2 separate regions of the Ovis aries genome follow, and region 1 is linked to region 2. Evidence: chromatin contacts called from public Hi-C data. All regions are on one chromosome and are shown on one strand. The core of a region is the stretch at or near the end of the contact, and the rest is flanking DNA. Distances in the headings are between cores, read along the strand shown.

Evidence for each region. A called contact is a pair of places that touch in the nucleus more often than the background predicts.
Region 1: a contact with region 2 is called in a Hi-C map of liver, with 2.9 times the contacts expected there. The contact joins the promoter of LOC101105412 here to the promoter of UVSSA in region 2. A contact is called at or near these places in 2 of 16 Hi-C or Micro-C datasets (liver and tail adipose tissue).

What each region holds. Positions count from the first base shown.
Region 1 is chr6:117,961,751-117,969,297 of ARS-UI_Ramb_v3.0, reverse strand. LOC101105412 (transmembrane emp24 domain-containing protein 11) reads right to left here and starts at 3,184. Exons shown (of 4, transcript XM_015096676.4): 1 at 1-3,184.
Region 2 is chr6:117,774,346-117,781,588 of ARS-UI_Ramb_v3.0, reverse strand. It overlaps UVSSA (UV stimulated scaffold protein A), which reads left to right and starts at 4,898. Exons shown (of 14, transcript XM_027971328.3): 1 at 4,898-4,932; 2 at 5,757-5,856; 3 at 6,852-7,182. The coding sequence starts at 5,759.

The sequences.
Region 1 (7,547 bases), core at 1,935-4,434, 190 kb before region 2:
CTTCGCCTACCTGCTTCTGGCGCAGTGTCGGAGGAGACTTGCCTGACTTCCCCACAGGTTCCGTGCACGTCCCCACGCCCCTGCCCTGCCACTTGCTTCCTCTCACAGCACACGTGGCGTCTTCGACGCTCTGCGTCTCCTTGCTGTCTGTCCTCTGTGAGGACGAGGACGCTGCCCATGCTGCTCGTCCGCCCTCAGCTCCTCCAGCCGCTGTCACGCCCTTGAAGGGAGCTGCTCACCGTGCAGCTGTCGGCTGACCCCCTGGCTCTAAAGGACAGCTGACCCCCAGCAGCATGGGGTTGAGCCATGCAGGGCAGCTTGCGTTCTCTGCGGGATTTCTTCAGTGCAGGAGACGCTACATTGCTGCATGACTCGCGGCTCCTGAACCTGGGGCTGTGGACGCGCAGACGTGGGGGGCCCCCTGCAGGTTACGCGTCACTTTCTAACTGCTTGGAGGGCCAGCGCCCCGCCAGCGCTGTAAAGGGCCGTGTCCTCTTTGAAGGGGAGGGTTACAGAGAGTCAGGAGCAGGAGGAAGCAATCTTTAATCTGTGCATGGGGTGTTCTGGGCACCCTCTCTGAGCAGCCTGTGCTTGCCACAAACCAGAACAAACACAGCAAAACCTTTGCAAACCCAACCATGGTGTGGGAAACACCCGGGTTTCAGGTTGGCCTCTGAGCAGCGCACGAGCAGGGCAGGCCCGGAAAGTGGTAGAGAGCCTCCAGAGACTGACGTCGGGGTGTGTCACACGAATCGAAGTGGGCTGTGGGCGTTTAGCAGCTCGGTCGTGTCCGACTCTCTGTGACCCTGTGGACTGTAGCCCTCCAGGCTCCTCTGTCCGTGGGCTTCTCCAGGCAAGAATAGTGGAGTGGGTTGCCATTTCCTCCTCCAGGGCATCTTCCCAGCCTAGGGGCTGAACCCCTGTCTCTCCAGCTCCTGCACTGGGAGCCAGGTTCTTTACCACTAGTGCCGCCTGAGAAGCCGTAAATGGGTTGACCACTGGCTAACATAAAATGTCTAAATAGGAACCAATATCATAGCATAATACTCAAAGCGTCTAGGGTACAAAATTATATACCGTACGAAGAACTGAGAGAACTCCAGCTTGCATGAGAAAAGACGGCTCATAGACCCGGCATCAAAATGACGCAGAGTTGAAATTATCTGACAAGAGTTTTAAAGTCAGCATGAAAACACATCCGTGAGCTTGAACACCCTTAAATGGAAAAGTAGGGAGTCTCAGAAAAAGAGCAGAGACATAAAGGGAAAAAAGGAACCTTAGAAAAAGCACAGTATCTGCAAGTGAATGGACTCAGTAAAAGAGAGATGAGAGGGAAGACTTGGCGAGCTTGAAACTAGATCAATGAAATAATCAAATCTGGTCAATGGATAGAGAAGACATGGGGACAGAGAAGAACCTCAAACGAGCCCATGAGCCCTCGGGGCAAGAGCTGAAGGTCTAGGATTTGTGAGTCGGGAGGAGAGGAGAGAGTGAGGGGCTGAGTGAACACATGAGAAGTGAGGGTGAGCGACTCCCCAAACCGGGTGAGAGACGCCCACAGACTCAAGAGGCTAAACAACCCTGCAAGGCCAGACTTCCCAGATTCACCACCAGACATGGCAAGATTAAACTTCTTAGGACCAAAGGAAAAAAAAAAAAAGACCTATGGAAAATAGCCAGAGAGAAACTTCATTGCTGAGGGAAAACGACCTGAGTAACAGCAGGCCTCTCATCAGAACATGGAAGCCAGAAGGAAGGGGCACGTTTCCAAGTGCTGAAAGGAGAGGAAATTGTCAAACAATTCTATTCCCACCAAAGATACCTTCAGAATGAAGGCAGAGTATTCCTAAGGTCAAGGAAAACTGGGAAGACTTTTCACTAGAACACCTGCTGTAAAAAGATTGCTAAAGGAACTTCTTAAAACAGAGACAATAGTAAGAGAATTTGGAATAGCAGGAATGAAGGAGGAAAAACGGGCAGGTCAACCCCAGGGAAGGGAAACCACAATAGAATTTTCTCTTCCGTGTTAAAAAAAAAAAAAAAGTTATTTGACAGTTGAAGGGAGATAGGTTAAAAGTAAAAGGATAAAAAAGATGTATCATTGCAACAATCAAAAGAAAGCTCGTGTGGCTCCATAAATACCAAATAAAGAAGACCCCACAGCAAAGAGAGTCACCAAGGACACAGAGGGGCCTTATGCGATGGCAAAGGGGCCAGTTCAGTACGAAGACAACCATCCTAAACGCATCAAAATAACCTGAAGCAAAACCGCTGAAAGAGGCGTGGACAAGTCCACCGCTCCCTGAGGGCCGCCCGCACTCCTCGGCGTGGTGGGGCTGCTGGCCGCGGAGGAGCTGACTCGCACCGCCGCTGTGCCTGCTTGGCGTCCCCGCGCGTCTCCCCGGACGGCAGGGTACACACTGCGCTTCAGGTGTGCACGGGCGTCTCACCAAGCTGGGCAACAAAGCCCCGAGCCTGCCCCGGCGCCTTTGCTGAAGCTGCTGAGTGCTCCTGGAGGAGCGCACGGCCAGGCAGGTGGCTTTCCTGGCCCCCGGGCACCTGGAAACGTCTGCCTCGTGGTTCCCGTCCTCCCAGAGGACCAGGGCGCCTGGGTCTCCTGGGGGCCTCCTTCCGTGCCTCCCACCTCGCCCACACGGACCCGCTTTCACCAGGAGCACCCTGGCCCCTGGCTGCCCGCCCCCCCCCCGCCGCCTGCCCCTGGGCCCGTCAGCAGCCGCCCTCCTGCCCCCCAGGGCCCTGCTGTGGCCACCGTTCCCACACTCGCCACCCATGCTCGTCCTGTCTGCGAGCCGCCCCCACCCCGGGCCTGGAGGCACGCCGTGTCCTCTTCTGCAGGCCCCCTGCCTGCTGCAGAGGGAGGTCGAAGCTTGGTGAGGTCTGTGGGGTGACTGGAAGTCTGTCCTGAATGTTCATTGGAAGGACTGATGCTGAAGCTGAAACTCCAATACTCTGGCCGCCTGGTGTGAAGAGCTGACTCATTTGAGAAGAGCCTGATGCTGGGAAAGACTGAAGGCGGCAGGAGAAGGGGACGACAGAGGATGAGATGGCTGGATGGCATCACCGACTCGATGGATGAGTTTGAGCAAGCTCTGGGAGTTGGTGATGGACAGGGAGGCCTGGCTTGCTGCAGTCCGTGGGGTCTCAAAAAGTCGGACACGACTGAGCGACTGAACTGAACTGAACTGGACGTGTCCCTGGTACGTGTTGAGGGAAGGACTCTGAGCGGCCGTGAGCCCACGGCCCGGGGTTCCTGGCCCCGGGAGGCGTCATGCCCCGCGGCCGCCGCCAGGTGGCAGGAGAGCAGCACCGCTGGGGGGCGCGCGGAGCCGGCCGCCTCGATGACCAGCCCCCTGCGGTGTGACGACCCAGCGACCGTGGGCACACGGCTTAATGCAGAGCGTAACACATGGTGAGCCTGACGCAAGCCCTCGATGAACTATTCCTTAGTTGTTGGGCTTTTCACATGCGGTGTTTCCTGTCAACTCCCATTAGGTTCTGCAACTCTGCAAAGTCGGTACAATAATACCCACGTTTACAGCGGAGGAGGGCGTGAGCTGAAGAGCTTACTGACTTATCAACGCCCTCCAGCCCGCAACAGGAGCGTGTGCGCTCAATCACTGCATCGTGCCCGACTCTGAGACTCCATGGACTGTAGCCCACCAGGCTGCTCCATTCATGGGATTTGCCAGGCAAGAATTCTAGAGTGGGGTGCAATGCCCTTCTCCAGGGGATCTTCCTGACCCAAGGATCAAACTTGACTCTCCTGTATTGACATGTGCGTTCTTTACCACTGAGCCCCCAGGGAAGCCCTGAAAACGAGGGAAACCGGCACAGGCTGATTCTCTCAGGCTCGGCCCTGGTCTCACGCCTCCTGGCCCCAGCCGTGTGGCGCGTGCTAACCCCGCCTGCAGACCTGCACTGACCTTGCCCTCCAGGCGCCCCTCCTCCTGGAGCTCTAGTCAGCGGCCCTGGCGGGGAGCCAGGCTGCCCTCCCCCACACCCCACCCCACCCCCGCCAAGGTACGCCTGCTGAGGCTCTCAGCTCCCCCTCCCCGCCCCAAGGCAGCTGTGTCTTCTGCTCCAGACTCAAGTCCTGGAGGCTGGCACCCAGGGCCATTTGAGCTGGACAAGTGAGACGCAGCCGTGGTGGGAATTTCAGAAAGTAAAAGCCCCCACCACAGGCTTCTGGTGCTCAGTTTTACCCTTCTAGCCTTTCCCCACGGGGACACACAGTATATTTCGTAAAAAATGAGGTCATACTGCACAACTCTGATTTGATTTTTCCACCAGCTTTTTGCAGCCATCCTTGTATGTCCTTAAATGCTCTTCTGTAGCTTGACTGAGGTCTGTTCAGAGAGCTGAAGAGAGAACCATGTCATGTCCAGCGCTGAGCCCAGAGCTCTGCAGACAGGAACTGGCCCCACCGTGTCGGGGGGCAGGGCTGCAGCCAGGATGGCTGCTGTGCGGGGTTGCTCAGACCAGCCGTCCACGCAGCCCGGGAGCAGCCTGGCCCGAAGGCAGGTGCTTTCGAGGTCACCGAGGACGCAGAGCGGCCCTTTCCAGGTGCCCCAGGCTCCCGGGTGCCTTGGCTTCCTTCCAGCCTGTGAAGCTGGCTGAGGTTCTTTCTGTGCAGAGGGAGGGGGGGAGCCCCAGGCCGCTGACACCAGGCGGAGGCGCCCCACGCCCCGTCGGGCCCAGCCAACCAGCAGTCACCACCAAGTCTGCGGCCAGGTCCCAGCCAGCCTCCAGACGCCCGGTGCCCCTCAGCACCACGCCCAGCCCTCCGACCCGTGAAGACGCAGCGTGTTGTGCCTGTTCTCCGTCCCCTGCGTGTCCCCCCGTGAGTGCACTCAGCCTGCGTGCAGGGGCCTCCCGTGCGGCCCAGGTGCCCACCGCCCCGTCGCTGCCGTGCAGTGTCCTGTCCCGTGAACGGATGACTGACTCTCCCCCTCGCCAGCCTGGGCACTCCAGGGACCTGGTGTGGGCCCTTTCGTGTCGCGCTGCTCTTAAGGATCTCCTGAGCGCCTGTGCGTTTCTGTTGGGCGAGTCCTGCGTGTACCAGATCCAGGCTGGGCGTGTGTTCATCTTCTGGGGGCGCCACGTGTGTCGGGGTGAGGGCTAGGCCTGGAGCCGGGGGCCTACACCTGTCGGCACCCCAGCTACTTCCTGTTTTCTGACCCGTGGGTGTGCAGCCGCGTCTAGGGCCGGGCTTTGAGTCGCCCGCCGGGCGTGGACTCAGAGCCTTTCTGCCCGCCCCTGGCCATTCCAGGCCTCCTCCCCTGACCGCGGGACAGTCCTCTGTGCTGGCCCCTTGGGAGCAGAGGCGTGGTCTTCCTCGCACACCCGCTCTGCTGGCAGAATCACGGTGTTCCCAGGAGAGGCCGGGGGAGCAGAGAGCTTCTCTGGGACCTGGGTCCTCGGATCCCTGGCGTCTGGAGGGGCCTGAGGCAGGTGGGCACTGCAGCCCACACGGCACAAAACCCTGGCCCCAGAGGCTTGTTTGGAAACTTCAGTCGAACCTGTCGTGTCCCTTTGCTCTGCTTCTCTTAGCTCTTCTTCAGTTCGGTTCAGTTCAGTCGCTCAGGCGTGTCCGACTCTTTGGGACCCCATGAACCGCAGCCTGCCAGGCCTCCCTGTCCATCACCACCTCCCGGAGTTCACTCAGACTCGCGTCCACTGAGTCAGTGATGCCGTCCAGCGATGCTCTTTAAAAACAAGCTCTAGGTTTTTTGATGAACTTGGGCAGCAAGGTGTCTCGGGGGAGGGAGAGGAGAGGGACGAGGGACTCCAGGAGCACCAGCTCCGTGGCCGCCGGACAGGCAGTGTGGCCACCTGCTTGCTGGTCCCCACGGACACTTTAAAGCGGGCTGTGAGTTTCTACAAAGGCAGGCGCCAAGCGAGGGGAGAGGTGCCATGCAGCGCAGTGACCACGTGCGGGAGAATTCGTTAAAAGGAAAGCAAGGCGGGAACTCCTTGGAGGTCCAGCCCTTAGGCCTCCACTTCCACCGTCGGGGGCAGTCCTTGGTCGAGGAACAAAGACCCTGCGTGCCCCGTGGCCCGGCCAAGAAAAGAGAATTAGAATTCAGAAGCGCTGAAGTCTGGGTCCTGGTCGCTCCCTTCTGAAATGTCCCTGGACGTGACTCTGGCCCTGGGCCAGCTCCTGGGGTTCTTCAGCTTCTTTCCTCCAAGTGCAAAGCTTCCCGGAGACCAGGAGGTGGAGGAGGAGGGAGTCGAGGAGGAGGAGGAGGACCGTCACTCCTCACTGCACGGGAGCGTGAGGCCTGGGAGCCTCTGAAGCCTCGCCCCTGCCCAAGCCAAGGACTCAAGCACAAGTGATTCATTACAGGGGTGCCTGCCCCGGAGAGAGAGAGAGGCCAGGTGGGGGGAGCGAGCAGGTGAGGCCCGGGCTCGGAGCTCAGGAACCTGAGCCAGAGCCCCCACCACTGAGAGGACACCGGGGGTGTGGGCGGCTCTCAGACCCTGCACCCCACACCGGGGGTGCTCTGAGCCTTTTCCCTTTTAACGTTCAACACAGGAATTCCAGGCTCTTCTCAGAAATTTCCTCCCTTTCAGGGAGGGGTTGGAGCCAGAGTCGAGGCCACCCTGCTTCCCAGGAAGCTTCTGACAGACCCTGGGAGGCCAAGCTGGCCAGGTTGGAGACAGAGTCCAGGAGGGTGGGAGGAAGCCCGTGCGCACACCTGTGGCTGTCGGGCCTGCCAGCTGCTCCAGCTCACAGGTGAGGAGACGGGGCTCAGAGTCAACAAACATCAGCGACAGAGTCACCGCCTGCGCACCGCTGCCCGCCTGCAGTGCCCTTCGCGGCCTCCCCTGGGCACCTGGCTGCTGACTGCCCAGATGCCCTGTGGCCTATTTTAGCCCCAGCAGCAAAACTCACTTTGAGGTCTGGATCTGACCAGATGGCCCCGAGGCCACCTGTCTTCGGCGTCTGGAAGGTGTGTTGCCCTGGACCCTTTGGAACTGCAAGTTGGTGGGAGAGAAGGCAGAGCTGCCGCGGGCTCTTCCTGGCCACGGGGTGTCTTGACGTGTTCTCAGGTCCCCACAGATCCCCAGAAAGTCTTAACATCTGTTTTCCCACTTTGGTGATCTAAGTATTAATTATAGCGTGTTCTTGGTTGGCACTTCGTAACCGAGTAGGACCTGATCCGTGCGCTTATGATCCAGTGTCGCTGAGCAAAAGTCAGGATGTGACAGGCAGCAAAGGTTTGGCGCTAGGTCAGCGAGGCAGCGAGTGGAGACAGTCGTCTGCGGAGCAGGCAGCCTCACCACGCAGAGCCCGCTGCGGTCGGGAATGGATGCACACGGCCAGCAGACGGCTGAGGTAGACGAAGGGGCTTGCAACACAAAAGCACAGTAAAAGTGCAGCAAAGTTTGTTATAAAAGGGATTTTTAAGGGAGACGTCTTAAGAATTGTGTCTGGGGGTATGCTGTTATACTATTTAGTGCATCAAAGAGGTGGGCTGATGATGAAGGATCTGATTGTAATTAAAGGGAAAATAATGACAAGA
Region 2 (7,243 bases), core at 3,649-6,148:
GCCTTGACTAGACAGACCTTTGTTGGCAAAGTAATGTCTCTGCTTTTGAATATGCTGTCTAGGTTGGTCATAACTTTGCTTCCAAGGAGTAAGCGTCTTTTAATTTCATGGCTGCAGTCACCATCTGCAGTGATTTTGGAGCCCCCAAAAAATAAAGTCTGACACTGTTTCTACTGTTTCCCCATCTACTTTCCATGGAGTGATGGGACTGGATGCCATGATCTTCGTTTTCTGAATGTTGAGCTTTAAGCCAACTTTTTCACTCTCCTCTTTCACTTTCATCAAGAGGCTTTTGGCTCCTCTTCACTTTCTGCCATAACGGTGGTGTCATCTACATATCTGAGGTTATTGATATTTCTCCTGGCAATCTTGATTCCAGCTTGTGTTTCTTCCAGTCCAGCCTTTCTCATGATGAACTCTGCACAGAAGTTAAATAAGCAGGGTGACAATATACAGCCTTGACGTACTCCTTTTCCTATTTGGAACCAGTCTGTTGTTCCATGTCCACTTCTAACTGTTGCTTCCTGACCTGCATACAGATTTCTCAAGAGGCAGGTTAGGTGGTCTGGTATTCCCATCTCTTTCAGAATTTTCCACAGTTTATTGTGATCCACACAGTCAAAGACCTTGGCATAGTCAATAAAGCAGAAATAGATGTTTTTCTGGAACTCTCTTGCTTTTTCAATGATCCAGGGGATGTTGGCAATTTGATCTCTGGTTCCTCTGCCTTTTCTAAAACCAGCTTGAACATCAGGGAGTTCACAGTTCACGTATTGCTGAAGCCTGGCTTGGAGAATTTTGAGCATTACTTTACTAGCATGTGAGATGAGTGCAATTGTGAAGTTTTGAACATTATCTTGCATTGCCTTTCTTTGGAATTGGAGTGAAAACTGACCTTTTCCAGTCCTGTGGCCACTGCTGAGTTTTCCAAATTTGCTGGCATATTGAGTGCAGCACTTTCACAACATCATCTTTCAGGATTTGAAACAGCTCCACTGGAATTCCATCACCTCCACTAGCTTTGTTCATAGGGATGCTTTCTAAGGCCTACTTGACTTCACATTCCAGGATGTCTGGCTCTAGATGAGTGATCACATCATCGTGATTATCCGGGTCGTGAAGATCCTTTTTGTACAGTTCTTCTGTGTATTCTTGCCACCTCTTCTTAATATCTTCTGCTTCTGTTAGGTCCAGACCATTTCTGTCCTTTATCGAGCCCATCTTTGCAGGAAATGTTCCCTTGGTATCTCTGATTTTCTTGAAGAGATCTCTAGTCTTTCCCATTCTGTTGTTTTCCTCTATTTCTTTGCATTGATCGCTGAAGGCTTTCTTATCTCTTCTTGCTATTCTTTAGAACTCTGCATTCAGATGCTTATATCTTTCCTTGTCTCCTTTGCTTTTCGCCTCTCTTCTTTTCACAGCTATTTGTAAGGCCTCTCCAGACAACCATTTTGCTTTTTTGCATTTCTTTCCCATGGAGATGGTCTTGATCCCTGTCTCCTGTACAATGTCACGAACCTCATTCCATAGTTCATCAGGCACTCTATCTATCAGATCTAGGCCCTTAAATCTATTTCTCACTTCCACTGTATAATCATAAGGGATTTGATTGAGGTCATACCAGAATGGTCTAGCGGTTTTCCCTACCTTCTTCGATTTGAGTCTGAATTTGGTAATAAGGTGTTCATGATCTGAGCCACAGTCAGCTCCTGGTCTTGTGTTTGTTGACTGTATAGAGCTTCTCCATCTTTTGCTGCAGAGAATATAATCAATCTGATTTCGGTGTTGACCATCTGGTGATGTCCATGTGTAGAGTCTTCTCTTGTGTTGTTGGAAGAGGGTGTTTGCTATGACCAGTGCATTTTCTTGGCAAAACTCTATTAGTCTTTGCCCTGCTTCATTCCGCATTCCAAGGCCAAATTTGCCTGTTACTCCAGGTGTTTCCTGACTTCCTACTTTTGCATTCCAGTCCCCTATAATGAAAAGGACATCTTTTTGGGGTGTTAGTTCTAAAAGGTCTTGTAGGTCTTCATAAAACCGTTCAACTTCAGCTTCTTCAGCATTACTGGTTGGGGCATAGACTTGGATAACTGTGATATTGAATGGTTTGCCTTGGAGACGAACAGAGATCATTCTGCCGTTTTTGAGATTGCATCCAAGTACTGCATTTCGGACTCTTCTGTTGACCATGATGGCTACTCCATTTCTTCTGAGGGATTCCTGCCTGCAGTAGTAGATATAATGGTCATCTGAGTTAAATTCACCCATTCCAGTCCATTTTAGTTTGCTGATTCCTAGAATGTCGACATTCACCCTTGCCATCCCTTGTTTGACCACTTCCAATTTGCTGTGACTCATGGACCTGACATTCCAGGCTCCAATGCAACATTGCTCTTTACAGCATCGGATCTTGCTTTTATCACCAGTCACATCCACAGCTGGGTATTGTTTTTGCTTTGGCTCCATCCCTTCATTCTTTCTGGAGTTATTACTCCACTGATCTCCAGGAGCGTGTTGGGCACCTAATGACCTGGGGAGTTCCTCTTTTGGTATGTTATCATTTTGCCTTTTCATGGGGTTCTCAAGGCAAGAATACTGAAGTGGCTGCCATCCCTTCTCCCGTGGACCACGGATGAGATTACAAGGCTGTGTGAGGTTACAAGCACTGTGGGACAAAGTGGACCAAGTCCAGGACAGGCAGGCAGGGCGGCTTCCCTGGTGGCTCTGTAGTAGAGCATCTGCCTGCGAGTGCAGGAGACACAGGTTTGATCCCTGGGCCAGAGGGTTCCACAGGCCGCAGAGCAATACAGCGGTGTGTCCCCAGTACCGAGCTGTGTTTAGAGCCTGGGAGCCACAAGTACTGAAGCCTGCACACCCGGAGCCTGTGCTCCACGATGATGAGAAGCTGTGAACTGCAACCAGAGAAAGACCCATGTGTCCACCAGGACCCAACACAGCCAGAACCCAACACAGCCAGAAAGAAAGCGCAGGTGGGGGCTGGGCCAGGGCAGTCCTGTTACACCAAGGGAGGTGAGAGGCTGAAGCAAGACATGCCAGGCAGGATGCATAGCCTTGAAGGCATGGGGTGGCTTCCGGAAGCCCTGCCGGCTGCAGGGGCAGGGAGAGCAGGAAGGAGGTGGCTGGGTGAGCCGCACAGACAGACCCGGAAGGCCCCGTGGTCTGTTAAAGGTTCTGGCTTCACCCTGGGCCGGGAGCCACTGAAGGGGCGAGGGGATCACACGATCTGACTTCAGCTTCTAGGGGGCCCCCTGGCTGCTGCGAGGTGAATGGTCTCTAGGGGGCAGGAGGGTAGAGGTGACTGCGCTGACCGGCTGAGGGTATGCGGCAGGGACCTGGCGGTGGCCGCAGGGCGACCAAGTACGCAGATTCTGAATTCCCCCTGAAGGTGGGGCTGTCCGGACATCTGGGCTGTGGGAAAGGAAGAGGGGTCCAGGGGGCCTCCTGGGTCATTGGCCCAAGCGCTTGGAAGGACAGAGGAGCCTCCATCAGCTGAGACGAGCGGGCGGTGGGGCAGACTCAGGTCTCCAGGAGCTGGGCGGCCAGGGCCGTGGAGGCGAGTCCGGGGAGGGGACCTGGAGAGAGGGGGTCCTCCTCGCAAGGGAAACACCCTGTAGCCACAGAAGGGAGACCAGAGGCGGGGGCCTGCGCAGGGAGGCCGGCGCTCATTTCTTCTTTCGCTTCTTAATTCGTTTTGTCTCGTTTTTCGTTCCTTCCCGCCCCCCTTTCTTAACAGCTATTTATTAAGATGTAATTCACGTACCACAAGAGCACCCTTTCCAAAGATACAGCTCGACATTTCAACACGGAGACGAGGCTGGGCAACCACCCCCCGCTCCGATCCCGGGCCCCCGCTCCTCCCTCCGCTCGGGGTCCCCTCTTCTGGGCCTTCTGTGTCAGCGCTACCACACGGCCCAAGCGGCGCCCTGTTCTCCGTCCCGAGACGGGAGCCCGGCGCGTCGGGCACCGCCGCCCGCGGAGGCGCTGGGCCGGCTGGCCTGCGGCGCCGTCGGCCCCTTCTGCCCGACCCAGGCCCCCGCACACGGCCCAGCTGCCGTTCGCCGGTCCGTGCGGGCGCCGCGGGCCCGCGGAGCCTCCCGAGGGCCCGGCCACGGCGGGCGTCCGAGCACGCCGGAGCCGCCAGGCCTGGGGGCGTCCCCGCCGCGGCCTCGGGAGGACCTGCGCCCGGCCCCGCGCCGGTCCCGGCCCCGGGACGTGCGGCCGGCGGGCGGCTGGCACACGAGCCCGGGCGGGTCTTCCGGGGAGGGTCCCCCGGGCCGGCCTCCCCGCGCCGCCCACGGACCGGGGAGGGCGCTGCCAGCGGGGGCACCACCTCTCGGGGACGGCTGGCGCGTCCGCCCAGGACCCGGCCCGGGGAGCCCTCTGGGCAGCGCCGGCAGGGAGAAGCGCGCCCACCAGGCGGCCCGGCGCGCGGAGCCGCCACGCTTCCGGGCCGACGCCGGAAAGCCGAGCGCGCACCCGCAGTCGGGCCCGGCCCAGCCCACGAGCACACGGTCCCTTTAAGGCCTTGCCGCGCCCGCCCGCCTCCTTCTTTCTCGCGCGTCGTCAGACCCGCCCCCCTCCCCTTCCCCCGCGCGCGCGCCTTCGGCCGGGAGCGCGCCTGCGTCACCGCGCAGGTCTCGGCTCTGACCGCACGTCCACGCCTCGGGGTCCAGGCGGGCCACTGCTCGCCACGCTGGGGGTCACGTGACAGGAGGGGGCGGGGCCTGCGCCGGAAGGGGCGGGCTAAGCAGAGAGCTGCCGCCAAGCGGGTTAGACGGGGCTTCGGCCGCTGCGACCTTCCCCGCGCGCCGCCGGGCTGGGGCGGGCCAATGACTGTCGCGATCCGGGGCACGTGACGGGGGGCGGGCCCTTCGCCGGAAGGGTGGGCTGAGGCGAGCGGCAGGGAGCGCGGTAGGTGGAGCTGAGGGGCGGCCTGGCGGGCCGGGGTCGGAGCGCAGCCTTCTCTCGGGGGCGCCTCCTCCGTCCCCCGCCCCGTGGTGCCCCCGGCGCGCCCTGCGCTGGACGCCGCCCTCTTCGGTCCGGCCGCGCCGCGGACTTCAGGGCCGGGGCTCGTCGGCCCTGACTGGCCCGAGGGCGGCGGGGCGCTGGGGCTCTGCCCCGGAGGGCGGGCCCGCCCCGGCGGCCCAGCGTCGGCGACGGCAGACGTTACTGCTGGTGGGAGACGCGGCGGAGCGCCGGGCGTCCTCGCTGCCCCCGACGCCGGCCCTCCCCCTGCGGCGCGGCCCCCCGGCCCCCTCCATACCCGCCTCGGGCGGCTGCCCGCGAGCAGGTCGAGATGCAGCAGCTCGCCCTGCGGGTCTAGAGGCCACCCTGTGGCTTTCGGAGGGATGGTCGAGCTGGCGAGGAAAGAGGTGCGCCTGCAGTCCTGCGGGAAAGCTAGCTTGAGTGTAATTCAGCCGTTCTGGTCCTTGCCTTCCCGCCGAGCGTGACTGCGTGCTCCGTGGCTCTCGGATTGTAGACCTGCAGAGCCCCGGTCTCTTGTTGCCCTTTTGCTAATTACCATCAAAAATGTCTTGTTGACCCGGCCCGGAATCTCACCTTGAATTGTTTCAGTATCAGGGGGTCATGTCACAGAGGCCAGGTCTCAAGGACCCCCTCAGCGTTGTGCCGATACCCTGTGCCTGACACACAGTGGAACCCAGCGACATCTAATAAAACCCAGAGCTGTGAAATACTAGGTGGTCGTTTAGCGTCTCTGCGTTTCCTGTTTCTAGATATGGATCAGAAACTTTCAGAGTTGGTTGAAGAGCTCACAACTTCAGGAGAGCCCCAATTGAACCCTGAGAAAATGAAGCAACTGAAGAAAATTTGCAAGTATGTCTTAAGGCTCTGTCTCAGCAAGTCTGTGCCAACCCTAGGAGAATGTGGGGCTACCCTGGGGTCAGCTTCCCTGCTGGGGAAGAACCAGCAAAGGAACACCCCCCAGGACATCTCCCCAGGACATCTCCCCAGGGCCCTGCAGTGCTCGGTCCTGTTCTGGGGCAGCAGTTCGAGGCAGGGGTGTGCAGCCTTAGGAAGAACAGGTCTGTTCAGTTCTCTGTGTGGATGCCTAACCTTGAGCGCACGTGTACGATTGAAGGGTTACTCAGTGTTGGAACACGTGTGGGAGGAAGGTTAGAGGTCACATGGGTGGACTCTTGTCCTGTCTTTGGACACTGCTCTCACCCAAGAGCCTCTCAGCACCAGCAGCAGAAGCGAGGAACTCTGCTGGTGATCCTTGCCTTATGTTCACAGAACAGAACTTACATGATCGTTTCAGTGACAAGAATTTACACTTTGGTTAAAAACGGTGACTCAGGCCAGGCTTTGTTGCATTCCCCGAAAACCCCCAAAGAGCAGGGCATGCAGGGTGGGGAGCGTGAGGGTAGCTGGGAAGAGGAACGAGAGAGGGGTTGCGGTGTGCACGCCTCCTGGGGTAGCTCCCAGAAGGCTACAGAGCTTTCCAGGGGGCTGGGGGTGGTCTCCCCTTGGGGTGGGGTCTCTGCACCGCTGCTAGCTGGGCGGGCCAAGAGTCCTTCAGGCTCCCAGGCACCCGGCTGTGGATGGGCGGTCAGCCCCCGAATAAATGACAGCGCCTGGCTGGGTCCCGTGAAACCGTGCGCCCTGACCCTGAGCTTCACAGCGTTTCCTTGTGTCAGGGAATGTTTTTTTCTGTTTGTCTTCATGAAAGTAGTTAAAAGCTCGCCTTGTGGGCTATCCGGCAATGGGCAGGGCCAGGGTTGGCACGTGGGCAGTGCTGGTCTGCCCTGGGGGAAGGGCAAATGGCTCTGGAAGTGCCCGCGTCCCTGCCACTGCGGCTGTGTCTCCAGGTCTTCGGAAGAGCTGCTTGGCCATGCCTACCACCTGCTGATGGCCCAGCTGAGCCAGGAGCATGCAGAGATCCGCCTGTCCGCCTTCCAGGTCCTGGGCCAGCTCTTCGCCAGGTCTCACCAGTTCAGGACACTGGTCATTTCCAACTTCCAGGAGTTCCTGGAGCTCACGCTGGGTACTGACCATGAGCGGCCCCTGCCGCCCCCCAGGGAGGTGGCGCAGAGGCTGAGGCAAGCGGCCACCCGGGCCGTCCATGGCTGGAATGAGAAGTACGGTGCGGCCTATAAGAAGCTGGCCCTGGGCTTCCACTTCCTAAAGCACAGCAAACAGGTGGGCAGGCCTTGCACTGCACCACCGGCCCGTGCGGTCTGGGCAGGGGGTGGCCTGGAGC